4 separate regions of the Mus musculus genome follow, and regions 1, 2 and 3 are each linked to region 4. A link is a contact called in public Hi-C and promoter capture Hi-C data. All regions are on one chromosome and are shown on one strand. Each heading gives the region's core, a stretch centred on a gene start, on an enhancer-like site or on the middle of the called end of the contact. The rest is flanking DNA. Distances are from core to core; before and after follow the strand shown.

What was found. Promoter capture Hi-C pulls out the DNA fragments that hold promoters and counts their contacts. A called contact is a pair of places that touch in the nucleus more often than the background predicts.
Region 1: a promoter capture Hi-C map of erythroid cells shows a contact between it and region 4, with 5 times the contacts expected there. The contact joins the promoter of Fam199x here to the promoter of Gprasp1 in region 4. A contact is called at or near these places in 4 of 39 promoter capture datasets (cranial neural crest, erythroid cells, liver and 1 more).
Region 2: a Hi-C map of CD8 T cells shows a contact between it and region 4, with 6 times the contacts expected there. The contact joins the promoter of BC065397 here to the promoter of Gprasp1 in region 4. A contact is called at or near these places in 3 of 39 promoter capture datasets (the C10 cell line, erythroid cells and liver) and 2 of 484 Hi-C or Micro-C datasets (CD8 T cells and uterus).
Region 3: a promoter capture Hi-C map of pre-B cells shows a contact between it and region 4, with 5 times the contacts expected there. The contact joins the promoter of Zcchc18 here to the promoter of Gprasp1 in region 4.

The regions. Positions count from the first base shown.
Region 1 is chrX:137,048,005-137,051,384 of GRCm38.p6, reverse strand. Fam199x (family with sequence similarity 199, X-linked) reads right to left here and starts at 1,791. Exons shown (of 6, transcript NM_146261.2): 1 at 1,316-1,791. The coding sequence starts at 1,512.
Region 2 is chrX:136,741,568-136,745,020 of GRCm38.p6, reverse strand. It overlaps BC065397 (cDNA sequence BC065397), which reads right to left and starts at 2,064. Exons shown (of 10, transcript NR_033324.1): 1 at 313-2,064. It also overlaps a transcript of Morf4l2 not described here.
Region 3 is chrX:136,991,620-136,994,903 of GRCm38.p6, reverse strand. Zcchc18 (zinc finger, CCHC domain containing 18) reads right to left here and starts at 1,757. Exons shown (of 4, transcript NM_025893.3): 1 at 1,552-1,757; 2 at 1,143-1,197; 3 at 834-973; 4 at 1-391. The coding sequence starts at 266. The region is part of intron 6 of Slc25a53 (solute carrier family 25, member 53); the gene reads left to right.
Region 4 is chrX:135,740,544-135,744,104 of GRCm38.p6, reverse strand. Gprasp1 (G protein-coupled receptor associated sorting protein 1) reads right to left here and starts at 1,413. Exons shown (of 11, transcript NM_026081.5): 1 at 1,127-1,413. Armcx5 (armadillo repeat containing, X-linked 5) reads right to left here and starts at 1,413. Exons shown (of 4, transcript NM_001009575.5): 1 at 1,127-1,413; 2 at 491-542.

The DNA of each region.
Region 1 (3,380 bases), core at 542-3,041, 1.3 Mb before region 4:
GTGTGTGTGTGTGTGTGTGTGCGTGTGCGTGCGTGTATAAGAGGTTAGAAATGTGGCACCATGGTTAAGAGCATATGATGTCTTGCAGTTGACCCAAATTCTGTTCCCAGCATCACATTCAGCCTGTTCCCCGCCACCTGTAACTCAAGTTCTGCTGTCTTTGGCCTCCATACACACCTGCAGTCTCATGCCCATGCCCACTCTTGATTTGCACACAATTGAAAGTAAATTATTTTTAAAAGTTGAGCCTATATTGAAAAGCCCTGTCGCATCACCAATGTTAGGTATAACATTTAAATGCTTGCATGAGAGAATTCTCCAAAACACTGCCTTCTGATAAAATAATTTACATGAACACCTTTAAGAAATTATTTGTATAAATCAGCCCACCCTAAACTTGCTCTACTTCCCTCATCAGGGATGCAAGGCGGGTGGTATGCTATAGGACTCTTCCAGAGTTTACCTTTGGGGATACCCAACAGAAGTAAGGCAATGGAAGTAAGGAAGTAAGGAAGGGGGAAATGACTAGTTTATAGGGCAAGCATATAGCTCAGTTGGTAGAAAGCTTATCTAGCACGCATGAGGTTCAGGTTTCAAGCCATAGTACTGAAAAAAATATAAATTTGAACTGATTAAAACACACTAAGCTTAGTTGGACATCACAAATGTCTGTAATCCCAGCACTTGGGAGGCAGGTTTGAGGACCAGGAGTCCAAGGTCATCTTCCAGGCATAAGCAGTTTTGCTGATGGTCTAACCTATGAGAAATACTGGTCTCAAAGCAACAATGGGGAAAAAAAAAGACTAATTTCCCGGTACAATTTGGTTTAGGGTGAGGTTAAAATTGAGAAAGAGGAGGCTCGAGCTTGAAAGGTGCTTTCATAAGATCCACTGATCGATTTGGCTCTCTCAAATTTACTCTGTAGTGTACCGGAAACGAAAGGGGTTAAACTTTTGCAGATGAATCTAAAAATCAAGAGTTGGGGTTTAGGAGTCTCTGCGTATGGATGGGGGCGGGGGTCACGAAGAGGTAAAAGGGGAAGATCTGGATGGGAAGAATTACTAGAGTGCAAAAAGGAAAGGGGGAGAAGAAAGAAGGTGCAGGGAAGCTGGTCTTCAGAAAAATCAGGGGGCAGTGGGTGAAAACAGGGAGGAGCTGGGAAGAGCCTTGGTCAAAGGAAGATGGGGGAGGGGGCAGCCCGCAGCTCAGGCTTGCACGAGGGACCAGGAGGAACCCTGCAGGAGTGCAACCTGGCGTCCTCTTGCCCCGCCTGGCAGTGGGAAGTCCACCCCTGTTCTGGGAAGAGCTCCTTTACCTGTTGGTGTGAAACCGGTGGAGCGGATCCGTGCGATGGCAGGAGGAGAGCTGGCAGCCGAAGTCGCTGATGTCCAGGCAGCCAGGTTCCTCGCTGGGGCAGGTGCCCACCCCGCGAGGAGCTCCTAGGAAAGGGAAGGGCTCCTCTGGGGTTAAAAACTTCTCATAGGAAGTGGTGGCCGACGCCTCGTCGGACATGGTGGGAGATGGGCCGGCTTGGTCTCACTGGCTGCAGATGGGCTACTCTGGCACTCGCCCCTTCCCCCACGCTAACCTGGCCGCGGTGGCCTCCGCCCCCGAGTGTGCCCACCGCAGCCGCCCGAGGAGGGGAGGGCTCTGCACAAAGGTTGCTGCGAGGCCGCAGCAGCCCACCGGCCACACAGTCCGCTCCTCTGAAACCTCAGAAGCCGCCGCCACCGCCGCCAAGCCCGACGAGTCACTGCGGCGCCGCCGCCCGGCCCGGCCGCCCCGCCCACTGCGCTCGCTGCTCGCTGCCCGCTGCGGCTTCGGTCCGCCCCGTGGCCGCTGCCAGCTCCTGGGCTACCCGGAGCCGCTGCCCTTGCCCCCTGCCGGAGTGGAGGAGGAACTGAATGTCAGTGTCTTAAGCCCAGGGCGACCCAACCGGCCCGGTGCTCTACGCGGTCCCCAATTCTGGGATGCTTGAAGGGCCCACATCTCAGCCAAGCCCGCCCCCCTCGCCCCTCCTCCTCCTCCTCCTCTTTCTCCTCGTGCTTCCCACTCGCACTCCACGGCCAAACAGCAACAGTAGCCCTTAGGACTAGGGACTTAGCCAAGGTCATACTGAGGGAATATATGAAAAACGAGTCCCAGGTGCCCTTGAACACGTGGGACCACCCTGTCTCGATTCTACTTGTACTGGGCTCCTGCAGTAGGTGTGCCCAGCCAAAGCAATGAGCTGTAAGAGAAATGGACCATAGAGTGAGGAAGGAGAAAAAAAATGCCGCCTCACTTGTAAGTGGCCTCGCTTCAAAAACCCTGATAAAGCGGCTAGGCTGCTCAGAGATGCTGGGACTGTAATGTTCTTTTGTGTTCTGAGCTTTCTTTCCCTCGTAGTGTTTGGAATGTCCTGCCATTCTCCTCTGCTAATCCTTAAATCCCCAGCTCAAGCGCTAGCTTCTTGGTGAAGCCTTCCCTATCTCCCAAAGGAGACTTAGGCACTACCGCTGTTAGGTCCTGCAACCCTGCTTCCGTCGATATTATGGAGCTTAACTTGTTTGACTTAAATCAACTTACGAGGTATCACATGGTGCTCTTTGCTCCTGGCACTTCACTTCTGTGTTCTAGACAAGCGATTTTAAATCTTGGAGGCCTGGTTTTGTTTTAATATTCAGCTTTTTTAAAAGCCTGGGAAAAATCTCTGGAATAATTCTGATTGATCTTGAGTGAAGGATCCCAAATTCCTTATATAAAATATATAAATATATAACTTACATATAACCTACACACATTCTTCAAAATACTTTAAATCATCTCTAGGGTGCATAAATGCTATGAAAAGTTATGGTAATTTGTTTGAAGAATAACAAAAATCTGCATTTTAAAATACATGGGTATGATGGGACTTGAACCTAGGCCCTTGGGCATGCCTGTAGGACTGTTCAACCACATAGCTACACACTCAGCCCTTTCTCTCATGAGGATTTCCCCCACTCCCACCAACATGATTTTGTCTAAGGATGTGGATTCTAGAGATAGAGATAGCCACCTCTCCATTGTAGATGCAGGTATTTAGATACCTACCAGATGTGGCTCTTTTATTTAGATTGTTTTTTTTTTAAAGTATTGCACTGAGAACGTGGCTTTCAAAGTTATCATTCCTTAAGATGTAATTGGGTTGACCAATTAAAGCACTATACAAATGATGTTTTGCATCATAGTCCCCAGTGTACAAATCCACAGAAGTCTATCTGGGATTAGTGAGGTTAAATGAGCCATAGCTTATACAAAGGAAGGTGTGATGGTGTGAATATATTTGGCCCAGAGAGTGGCACTATTTGGAGCTGTGGCCTTGTTAGAGCAAGTGTGGCCTTCCTGGAGTAGGTGTG
Region 2 (3,453 bases), core at 815-3,314, 1.0 Mb before region 4:
TGAAAGGGGAACACTGATGGTGACACCTACACATTTCTTAGTCTGCAAAACAAGACTGATACTATGCAGGGTATATCAGAACACATTTGGCTTTACATTCTATGGCACCCTCTAGTGGTGTACAAAAAAAAGTATTGCATTTTAGCTCCCCTCCCCCACCCGCCCCGCCCAAAGCAGTGGTTCTCAAATTTTCGAGTGCATGGATTCACTAGAACAATCTGTACTGGCGTGGATTGCCAAGCCCCACCCGGAAAGCCTTTGATTTATGAGCCGTAAAGTAGAGCCTACGAATCTCATATTCTGATAACTTACTGGGTTTTACTGATGCTTCTGATTTGTCTGAGTTGGAGAACTGCTTTAAGACAACCTTTCACTGTTGTGGCTGGAGAGACGGCTCTACCAGAGGACCCAAGTTAGGTTCCCAGCATCCATGTCAGGTGTCTCAGAACAGCCAGGAATTCCAGCTCCGGAGGACCCAGTGCCTCTGACTTCTGAACACATGTCACATACACACATGTAGATGTATGCCTAATTAAAAACAGTAAAATTTAAAAAAATTAAAAATCCTTCACCCGTGTGTACAAATACATATAATTAGTAACTAAAACCTATTTTTTTTTGGCTGATTATAGTGTAGTAGAATTTTGTTAAGAAAAAAGAAATACCTATGGGAAGGATTTAAAACAACATCTGAAATAGAGAAAATATTAAAAATTGATGGTCTGACTCGGGAGATGTAGGGGGTCTGCTGCTCAAGCATGAGGGCCTAAGTTCAGTTCCCCAGCACGTATATAAAAGCCGAACATGGGGCACCTATCTATAACCCCCGTATTTTAAGGGGGACTGTTGGTAGAAATGGGCAGATCCTGGGAGCTCACTGACAAGCCAGTATAGCCCATGTAGTAAACTCTGAGTTCAGTGAGATCCTTCCATAGAAAATAGGGTGAACCGCAACAGAGGGAAAAGACCTAAATGAAGGTGAACTTTAGCCGCGAAATGCACAGGTCACACAGGTACATCGAGAAAAAAAAAAACCCTCAAGGCGACATCATTATGCGCTGTGAAACCTAAGTGAAATGCTTTCCTACTTACTATCGACTTTAAAAGACACAACCACGTTTTTTTTTTTTTCGGAATTGTAACGAGAATAGTAGGGGAGAAAATGCCCTTTGTCTTCGAAAAACAGCTTAGTCAGGAACTCCACTACCCCCAAGGCTGTACCTGATAACCAGCCCCCAATGACATCAGTCGCTAAGATAACCAGACACGGGACAAGAATCCCATGACGCCCGCTGGACTGTGAGTATATAAGGAGGGAGATAGAAAGCATCGGTCTTTCGCTGCACACCTGGAGAGACACCTTGAGCCGCCCTTGTGGCTGGAGAGTCTCCCTAGGCGCCTGCATCGGAGACTAGGCCTGATCTTCAGGTAAGGTCCGTCACACAGGTGAGCTCCCTCAGGGGGGAACAGGCTTAAAACTGTAGTTAGGAACTAAGAGTTTTAACTGTGTGATGACTCTCACCGTGATAAAATATAACTTTTGGTATATTAAGTACCTACCTTCTCACTCCGGACAGCACAGAACCACTACATAAACCTGAGGGGCCAACACACGTACCTGATAAAAATTTCAAGAGGGGAAAAAAGTGAGCAAAAAGAATATTCTTTCATTGGTTTATTTATGTAGTGACGGGGCCTCAATATGTAATCTAAGCTGGCCTTTAATTTGCGGCCCTTCTTCCTCCCAAGCGCTGATACTGCGGCTGCGCCACAGCTCACGAAGGGTTTTAGCATCAGAATTTAGGCCCATTTATCAATCCTGAGAAAAAACAAAAGATGTGCCAGAACAGGTGACTTTTTTTTTTTTTTTTTTTTTTGCTTAAGGAAATTAACCAGAATTTTCGGATATATAATTCCTTGCCTAGTACTGTTACTTCACAGAACTTGATCTTATTCATCTTTAGGAATTTAAGATATATATATGAGTCAGCCAGAGATTAGGGAGCCCATAAAATAAGAAGTGGGTGGAGCAAAAAAATCAATCTCACAATCCCTGGGAACCAAGCAGTAACTCCTTTGGCTGGGATTTGGTGACATCTAGCGGCAGATTCAAGAGGTTTACTGCTCAGCCAGTGAACTTTCTGGAAAATTGGCCGAATGTGTATTTGATCACTCCGCTTGGAGATTAGGAAAAAAGGTAGGTGAGGCTCACCACCCACAGGAAACTGGAGTTGTCTCTATCACTGGGGAATTTAGTTGCCTATGTTTTCATTAAAATTTTGTGTGCCAATTTAGCGATAAACCTGGTGAGGGGGCATAAGGGAGATTCGCAGTAAATTTGGTGAAGGGCAAAGGGGAGGCCTTGGGGACAGAGAGGAGGGGGTGTACAACTGGAAACTTGAAAGAAACGCCCTTTTACGTTACTAATATAGTTCTGAATCTTAACCATGGAAGAAGTTTATTTTGGTGGACTATAATGTGGGAATAATGATCATCTCTAGGGTCTAAAATTAAATCGGACTGGGTGGAGTGGCGCATGCTTTTAATCCCAGCGCTCGAAGGCCGTGAAGGGACAGGTGGATCTCCGAGTTCCAGGCCAGCCAGGGCTACCTAGTTACAACAGGCCTCAAAAACAAACAAAAAAACGAAAAAAGGCAAAGAAAAGAAAGGAATTTGATTAAATCGGCAGGCCTTTTCTTACAGAAGCCCTTTCCTTTAGATACTAGCACTGTCCTAGTTATTCTCAGTTTTATTAATGCAGTTTGCAAACATAAAAAAGGCAGAAAAATCCACCAAAATGAGGGACCTCGCCTACGCTCACGCGCGCGCGCGCACACACACACACACACACACACACACACACACTCACACACGGCCCCTCCCGTCCCCACCAGGGCAGCACGCCTGCGCACACCCATCATCGCCAGCGCCACGAGGGCGGCTGTGCGCCCACACCCACACTCCACAGCCACGCGAGCCTGCCTGCGCCCGCGTGCGCGCAGACACCCCGTTTCTCCAAAGCATCCAGGCATCCGCCCAGTGGCACTCACCACCCTCACACGCCTCACACCTCAAAACCTTCACCATTCCTTTGCCTTTGGTTTTTTTGGGGGGGCGTTGGTGTTTTTTTTTCCTCTCTCCCCAGGTCCGCGAGTTGCGCAACAGGCTCGGGGGCGTGGCCCCGGGTCTGCCCTCGCTCTTCCCACTCGCGGGAACCTTAGCTCATTTCCGCCTAGCCTGTTTCCGCCAGCCACGTCGGCACTTCCTTTCCCAGCGGGGCGGGGGCGGGGGAGGGGAGCGGACCCACAAACCCATAATGCCTCCCTGCAGGAGAGAAGGCGAGCGCGAGGGGGGGAAAAAAAAAACCCACGGTCAGGGGAACTCTGGGTCGTGAAGACGGGCCACGTGAACGCGCTGCCCTATAGACTTCTGACCCAACGGCTGGAGCGCACT
Region 3 (3,284 bases), core at 508-3,007, 1.3 Mb before region 4:
GTTCTCATCAGGCGCTTGATCTTTTCTTCTTCAGACATAGGCCAATCTGGCAGGACCTCATGGACTTGGCTTAGCCAGTTTTCAAAGGTTTCTTCCCCGGGTCCTAGCTCTGCCCTCCCAGAGAACGACTGTATGTTTCTCTCTGCAATGTTGGCAATCAAAGGACCAAGGCTCCTCCCCAGGGCCCTCAGCATGGAATGGGCAAAAGGCATAAAAGCTGCATTCTGCCGGCGACTGTTACCCATCCTAGCAAGGAGGCTAGCCATGCCTGACAACAATTGGATATCTGAATACAAGACGCCTGGACTTTCTGCAAACAAAAGCAGTCCAATCTGCAGAAACCTCCAAAGGAACGTTCCCCAGCAGTCTCTTCCTTGTGTTTGGGTAGAAACTGTAAAACAAAACAAGACAAAACAAAAATTCAATAACGCAATAGACTTGGGAACAAGCCTCTAATCACATTTTCTACCATCTTGAATATTTGCCCACTGCCCTAAAACTACTCAGCAGGAAACTGCCATTTCCCAACCTTGAGGAGCAATAATTTTTGTGTGCTAGTGGGGCCTTTGTCAGTCACATCTCCTCCCTCTCTACTGCGCCCCACCCACCCCACTGCCTGTTCTCTAGGAGAGGCAACAACTGTTGCTTGGAATTCTAGCTACAACAACCTTTGGAGCCCCTACTAGGCTCTCAAATAAAGGGCAGTAGAGTAAACCTTACAGAATTATGTTAATAAGTAAGGCCTTAAATCTATTAGGTAGCAAGTTCCTCCCCCCCCCCGCCCTCTGCCCCCTCCCGCCCTCTGCCCCCTCCCCCTTTTCTAGGATTCTTACCAGAGCTCAGAAACTGGCTTCCACCTTTATTTCAAGCCTACTCTCTGCAACAGGTGCTTTCCGCAATAGCTCTTGTCCGGGTAGGATTGATCTCTGACCGCAGGCTCTCCGATCCAGGTGCCCTGGGCCTCTAGTCTAAACTGCGCCACAGCAAAAGGAAGGGAGGAGAAGGGTCTGAGACGTCAGCAGTCTCATCATTTCTTCACAGGCGCCATTGTCGCCAGGAGGAAAAACCCTACCTTCAGAATAAAAGCCAATGGGGACCACCCCTCCCCCAATCCATTTCACCCGGGGAAAACAGCGGCCTACCAGCTCTGCAATCAGTCACACAGAATTCACGTTTGAAATCGGCTTTGATGAGCTGCTATGGAGAAAAAGAAGAGAAATTGCAATACCCTCCCACCTCCGTATTTCTATTCCCGAAGAGATGAGAGAAAGGACAAACGGATTGTGAATCATTCTCATTGTCTTTTGCTACCTTTCTGGAAGAAAAAAAGTCCCCTCTCCAATCTAGGCAAATCCTAGGTAGGAAACTCACCTCATACCACCATATAGCCCAACCACTAGGGTGTTCACTTCCTTGCCTCGAAGCTGCCAATTCGGAAGCTCAAAATATTAAGGTTTCATCCTCCCATCTCCGCATTATGCAGTTGCACCTCCCTTTACCTTCGTAGATGAGCAGAGGATGCTCAGGGTCTGCTGCGAAGAGCTGTCTCACCTCGTAGGCCTTGCAGAGGAAAGGATGGCGCCTCAGCCTCAGAGCTGTCTGGGTTAGGCTCTCTGCAGGGTCGCCCAGCCAGGGGTAGCAGAGTCGCAGCCGCGGTTTCCAAGGCAGCTATAGCTGCCCCCGCCCTCAATTTCAGCCTGCAGAGCAGCAGCGGCGGCTTTTAGTCTCTGCCCATTGAGACAAAAGAGAGTGACGAAGGTAGTGGCGTGGCCAATCAGCTGTTCGCAGGGGCGGCCTCCCTGCAAAGCCTGGGCCAGGATGCTAATGCCTGCCAGAGGGGGGAACCTGCTAGAGGGGGCTGCGGCAGACTGGCGCGGGAGCGGGCGCGGCGTCAAGTGCAGCTTGGACTCACGGACCTGGCCCATTTACATTTCATTCGTGAGTTTGCAGCTTCCCCTCTCTTCCCTTCTTCCTATCGCCTTCTGCTTTGGCTCCCCTCCGATGCTTTGCGACCAGATGCCTTAAACACGAGGTGGGACCGAAACCAAGTGAACAATGAGAGTTCTTCACCTTTGTATAGGGGGGAAGGGGATAGCATTTGCTGAGCTCTTTCCGTGTGTCCTGTGCGCGTGCACGGACATCTCACGTATTCTTCTCATCAGTCTTGCGCTAAAACGTAGCAGTGCACCCATTTAACAGAGAGGAGGATGTAAGCACCTAGGCAGTATGGGTAGGAAGCACAGAATTAACAGTTCTCACCCCAGCCCTGGCATCTAGCCTCAAGGGTTACACCCTTTAAACACCCCCTTTCTAGTGTCAGATTAAGGCTTAGTGGAGAGAAGCCAAAATGAGGATGAAAGGACCAGTATAGGGCTACATAAAAATAATGACCAAAAACTGGTATCAACTCACAGATGAGAAAACTGAGCCACCAGGAGCTTAGGCTTCCTGTCCTGTATCGCAGCAAAGCAGCTAATAACGTCCGATTTTGCACCTCGGTCAGCTGTTCTGTTGATGCCAGCGCTTTCCTCTGTGTCGATGCCAACACTGCCCTGTGCTGGGCTACCCAGAGAGAGCATTTTCACTCGTCCATACATAGCCACAAACTATCTCAGCAGCTTTGCTCATAAAATGGTTGTGTTGATGAGAGGAGTGGGGAAGAGATGGGAAAGAAGAGAATGGAATCCTTTATGATATGCATTCTACCAAGGAGGAAACTGAGACACGTTTCTGCTCCCGATTTTACACGAAAACAAACCACCTGTTTATAAAAATAGCAGCATTTCTGTATGACCCCCCCCCCCCAAAGGAAATCGGACTTAGAGATGACTTGCCTAAAATTGCGAAGAAGCCAGAGCTCTCAATCTAGAATTCGTGCTACAAACTAAAGTATGGGCACCCAGCAAGCTACCACGCAATCATTGCTGAGGGCTTGTTGGAAATCACGTTCCTTGGGCTCCAGCTCTGGAGATTTGGCTTTGCTTCAGATTGGGGATGAGCAATGTCATTTGCATTTTACCTGTTGCTATAATTGATTCTGGGTTATAAAAAAAAGCTGTGAACCAGTGTTCTAAACACCACACCACGCCGAAGGCTATCAGTAAATGGGGCTGTCACTCAATTGTCTGTCCGTAGCCTATTTGTCATGAAACTTAATCCCAGAGCAGAAGTTGCTACTTCAAGTCCTTTTTGAAACTGCGTGCAAAGAATTTGACCACTTTTTTTTTTTCTGATGCCATAGCTCTATACATTTTCAGATGGGCCTGTGGCCTCCAAACAGTTAA
Region 4 (3,561 bases), core at 164-2,663:
TCTCAGTGATCCTTGTCTGTCTTCACACTAATCCTCGAATCTGGACAATTGCCTTCTCATTATCTCCTAGCTTCACATTCAGTTATTTTACAAACATTCACAACAGCCAAGTTATACAACCCTCCGGATGTGTCTATCAATGGAAATCCACAAACATGAGAACAGCACTACTGAGTATAATTTAGGAAACAGTAATTACGGAATAAATGCTTGCTGGATACAGATACTTGTTTGGTAAAGAATTCTCTGATTCCCTTTCTTTTTGTCATCCCCCCATGACACCCCCAAATCTCCACGTTCCTCTGCTATATTCTTAAAGCCTGATCATTTCCATGAAGGGACAACTAAATCATCTCTGCACAGTTGGTCGTACTGGTAGCAGTAGGGATGAAACGCCTGACAATAACAGGAAGCTGGGGAAATAATGAAAAGTATCATTTTCAATTTTCTTACACATTCTTATGATTATCCCCCACCCACCCACACAAACCTATCACATTCTGCAACATAGTTGGGGTAACGCGGAGGGCATTTCTGGAAGGCTGGAAAAGAGGAGATGTAGAAATTATTCTAGAACCCTACCTAGTCTTGCAGCTTTCTCCCACAGTACAGAAATCAGGTCAGTTTTGTTTATCTTCTCCCCTCCCCTTTTGATCTGCCGCCCTGAAACGTGGAGAAATGCAAACTTGGCACAAAATCTATCCACACAAATGAATGTGTGATAGCCCCAAATCAAATGAAATCGCACTGAGTAAGATATGGTTAATTAATGGTCAGATAAGAATGTGCAATCTTCGAATACACCCAACACAAGATTTAATGTTCCCACATCTATAACCCCTTTGTGTATCTCCTTCCTGATTCTCAAGGCTCCTCAGACAACTGCGTTCATCAGTGGTGGTAGTCCTTTCTCTGACAAGTACGCCATCTCCCCAGTAGATGATGCCATTGCATCCATCTCCCTTCCCAAACGTGATGAAGCGAGTTTCTGGAAACGTAGATAGCTTTTTCTCATCCTCCCTAGTCTGTCTTCCCAACACTCGCCCCCTAAAATCAGGTCACCAATCCCGCACCAATCATGGAACCCGCAACCACAACCCCAAGCAATGCCCTCCTTCTTACTGACCTGTTCTGCTTGAATCCAAGGCAGTTTTCTTAGGTGCGTTCTCTCCGGCGGCGCCTTCCCACACAGAAAGGAGGCAGGCAAACGCCGTCGGCAGTCCGCCGCAGGGAGCAGAGGCAATGGCGGCGACTGTAATTTAGGGGCTTGCCGGGAGCTTGGGATGTAGGACAAGATGAAGGGCCATGACTAGCAAATTACTGTCACCTTTCGGTACCCACTCCTCTCTCCGGTCCCTCACGAAGCGACTACATAGCTACCTACATCCGCCGGGACGCACTAGGCGCGGCTACGTCATTACGGAGGCCCGCAGAGGGAGGAGCTAGAGTTATTTAAGGAGTTCCGGCTTAGGGAAGCGGAGTGATACTACTGTGGCGCACACTGCGACACTTAGGTTCTGATCCCGAACTAGGGAAAACCGCGCCAAGCACCCGCAAGCAGGCGATTACCAAATGTCGGTTTTAGCTTCCTTCTTAGACATGTCTTTCCATTTCGAAATGCATGCGGTTTTCACGCTGTGGCGTCAGAAGAAAAAGCGGCCGCCTTACCGGGCGGAAGGATAGCAAAGAATTCTAGTGTTTTTACACGTTCCTCACTAAACCCACCGCCCACTGAAGTGAGCTGGTTAGGTAGGGGAGGGGCTCAAGGTAGAAACGATGCTGGGGGTGGGGCGGTTCTCAACGCTGAAATTACAAATAAAAATTCTCATTTATTCCAACAAATTCTAAACTGTTCCTTCTACAAGCAAAATCCGCCAGTGATGCACCTGTAAGGGCTTGTTTGCATAAAATTCTTGCTGCAGCGGCAGAACCTATGGAAAACTGCTCTGCTGCCAGACCGTTTTTGTTTTGTTTTGTTTTGTTTTTCAATCTCCCTTTTTATGTTTCCTGTTGCCACCCCTTGAAATCTTTTGCTCTTATTGTCCGGCATGTTTCTTGTTTTGAAATAGTTTTAGATAACATGAAGTAAGGATAGAGGAAAAACAGGGAGAAAAAGAACTGTGCAGACGAGTTCTACTCCAGGATGACCTCACTACCATAAGGTGCAGTGGCTTGGATTTAATCTAGGCACTGGGAAAACAAGAATCTTCTTACTGACAAGACATAATACCAAAGTATCTTTGTACCCGTGGACCAACACCAGTCCCTGCTCTGTGGATTTCTCCGGGCTTGTTCCCTCACGTTTCTTGCCCCCTAAATCTCTGACTATATAAGTCCTTGCATCTTGAATGCTGGGCCTCATGTTTGTATTATCTATTTGAACATAAATTTAATTAAAATAAGCCTTAGAATCAGAAAGTGTTTCTAACATGTATACCACTTAGAAATGTCCCAGCCCATCAGTCCTGTATGCCTCAACTCTAAGCTGAGCTATGACATTAGTAGATTATGATGAGAGACATTTTTCCTGTTTCAGGGATGTTTGTAATTTTGAAATTGCCTTAATAAAAGTGCATGGTTTCCCCTCAGTCCCAGTCTACATTATCAGAAAACCTGATAATGTCATGAGGCAGGAGGTTAACTTTTGGAAGGAATAACCAGCCTATAAGGAACAATACTAGGTGGTGATGGTCAGTCCAGACAGACCATCTTCATGACCCAGGACACAAGATGAAAATAGTTTTGGTGGGAGGCTCAATAAAACATAATTGTAAAAAATAGGTGGTAGTGGTCCCTCCAGATGGGCCAGCCCAGGGCCCTAAAAACAGTTAAAGAGAGAGAGATAGAGAGAGGGAGAGAGAAGAGAAGAGAAGAGAAGAGGAGAGAAGGAAAGAAAAGAGAAAAAGGAAGGAAGAAAGAAAGGAAGGAAGGAAGGAAGGAAGAAAGAAAGAAAGAAAGAAAGAAAGAAAGAAAGAGGGACATCTGGGTTCTTTCCAGCTTCTGGCTATTATAAATAAGGCTGGTATTAACTTAGGCAAATGGATGGACTGGAGGGCATCATCCTGAGTAAGGTAACCTAATCACAAAAGAACACACATGATATGCACTCATTGATAAGTGGATATTAGCCCAGAAACTTAGACTATCCAAGATACAATTTGCAAAACACAAGAAAATCAAGAAGAAAGAAGACCAACATGTGGATACTTTATTCCTCCTTAGAATAGGGAACAAAATACCCATGGAAGGAGTTACAGAGACAAGTTCCAAAGCTGAGACGGAAGGAAAGACCATCCAGAGACTGCCCCACCCAGGGATCCATCCCATAAACAACCACCAAACCCAGACACTATTGCATATGCCAGAAAGATTTTGCTGAAAGGACCCTGATATAGCTGTCTCTTGTGAGACTATGATGGGGCCTAGCAAATACAGAAGTGGATGCTCAGAGTCAGCTATTGGATGGAACACAGGGACCCCAATGAATGAGCTAGAAAAAGTACCCAAGGAGCTAAAGGGGTCTGCAACCCTATAGGTGGAACAACAATATGAACTAACCAG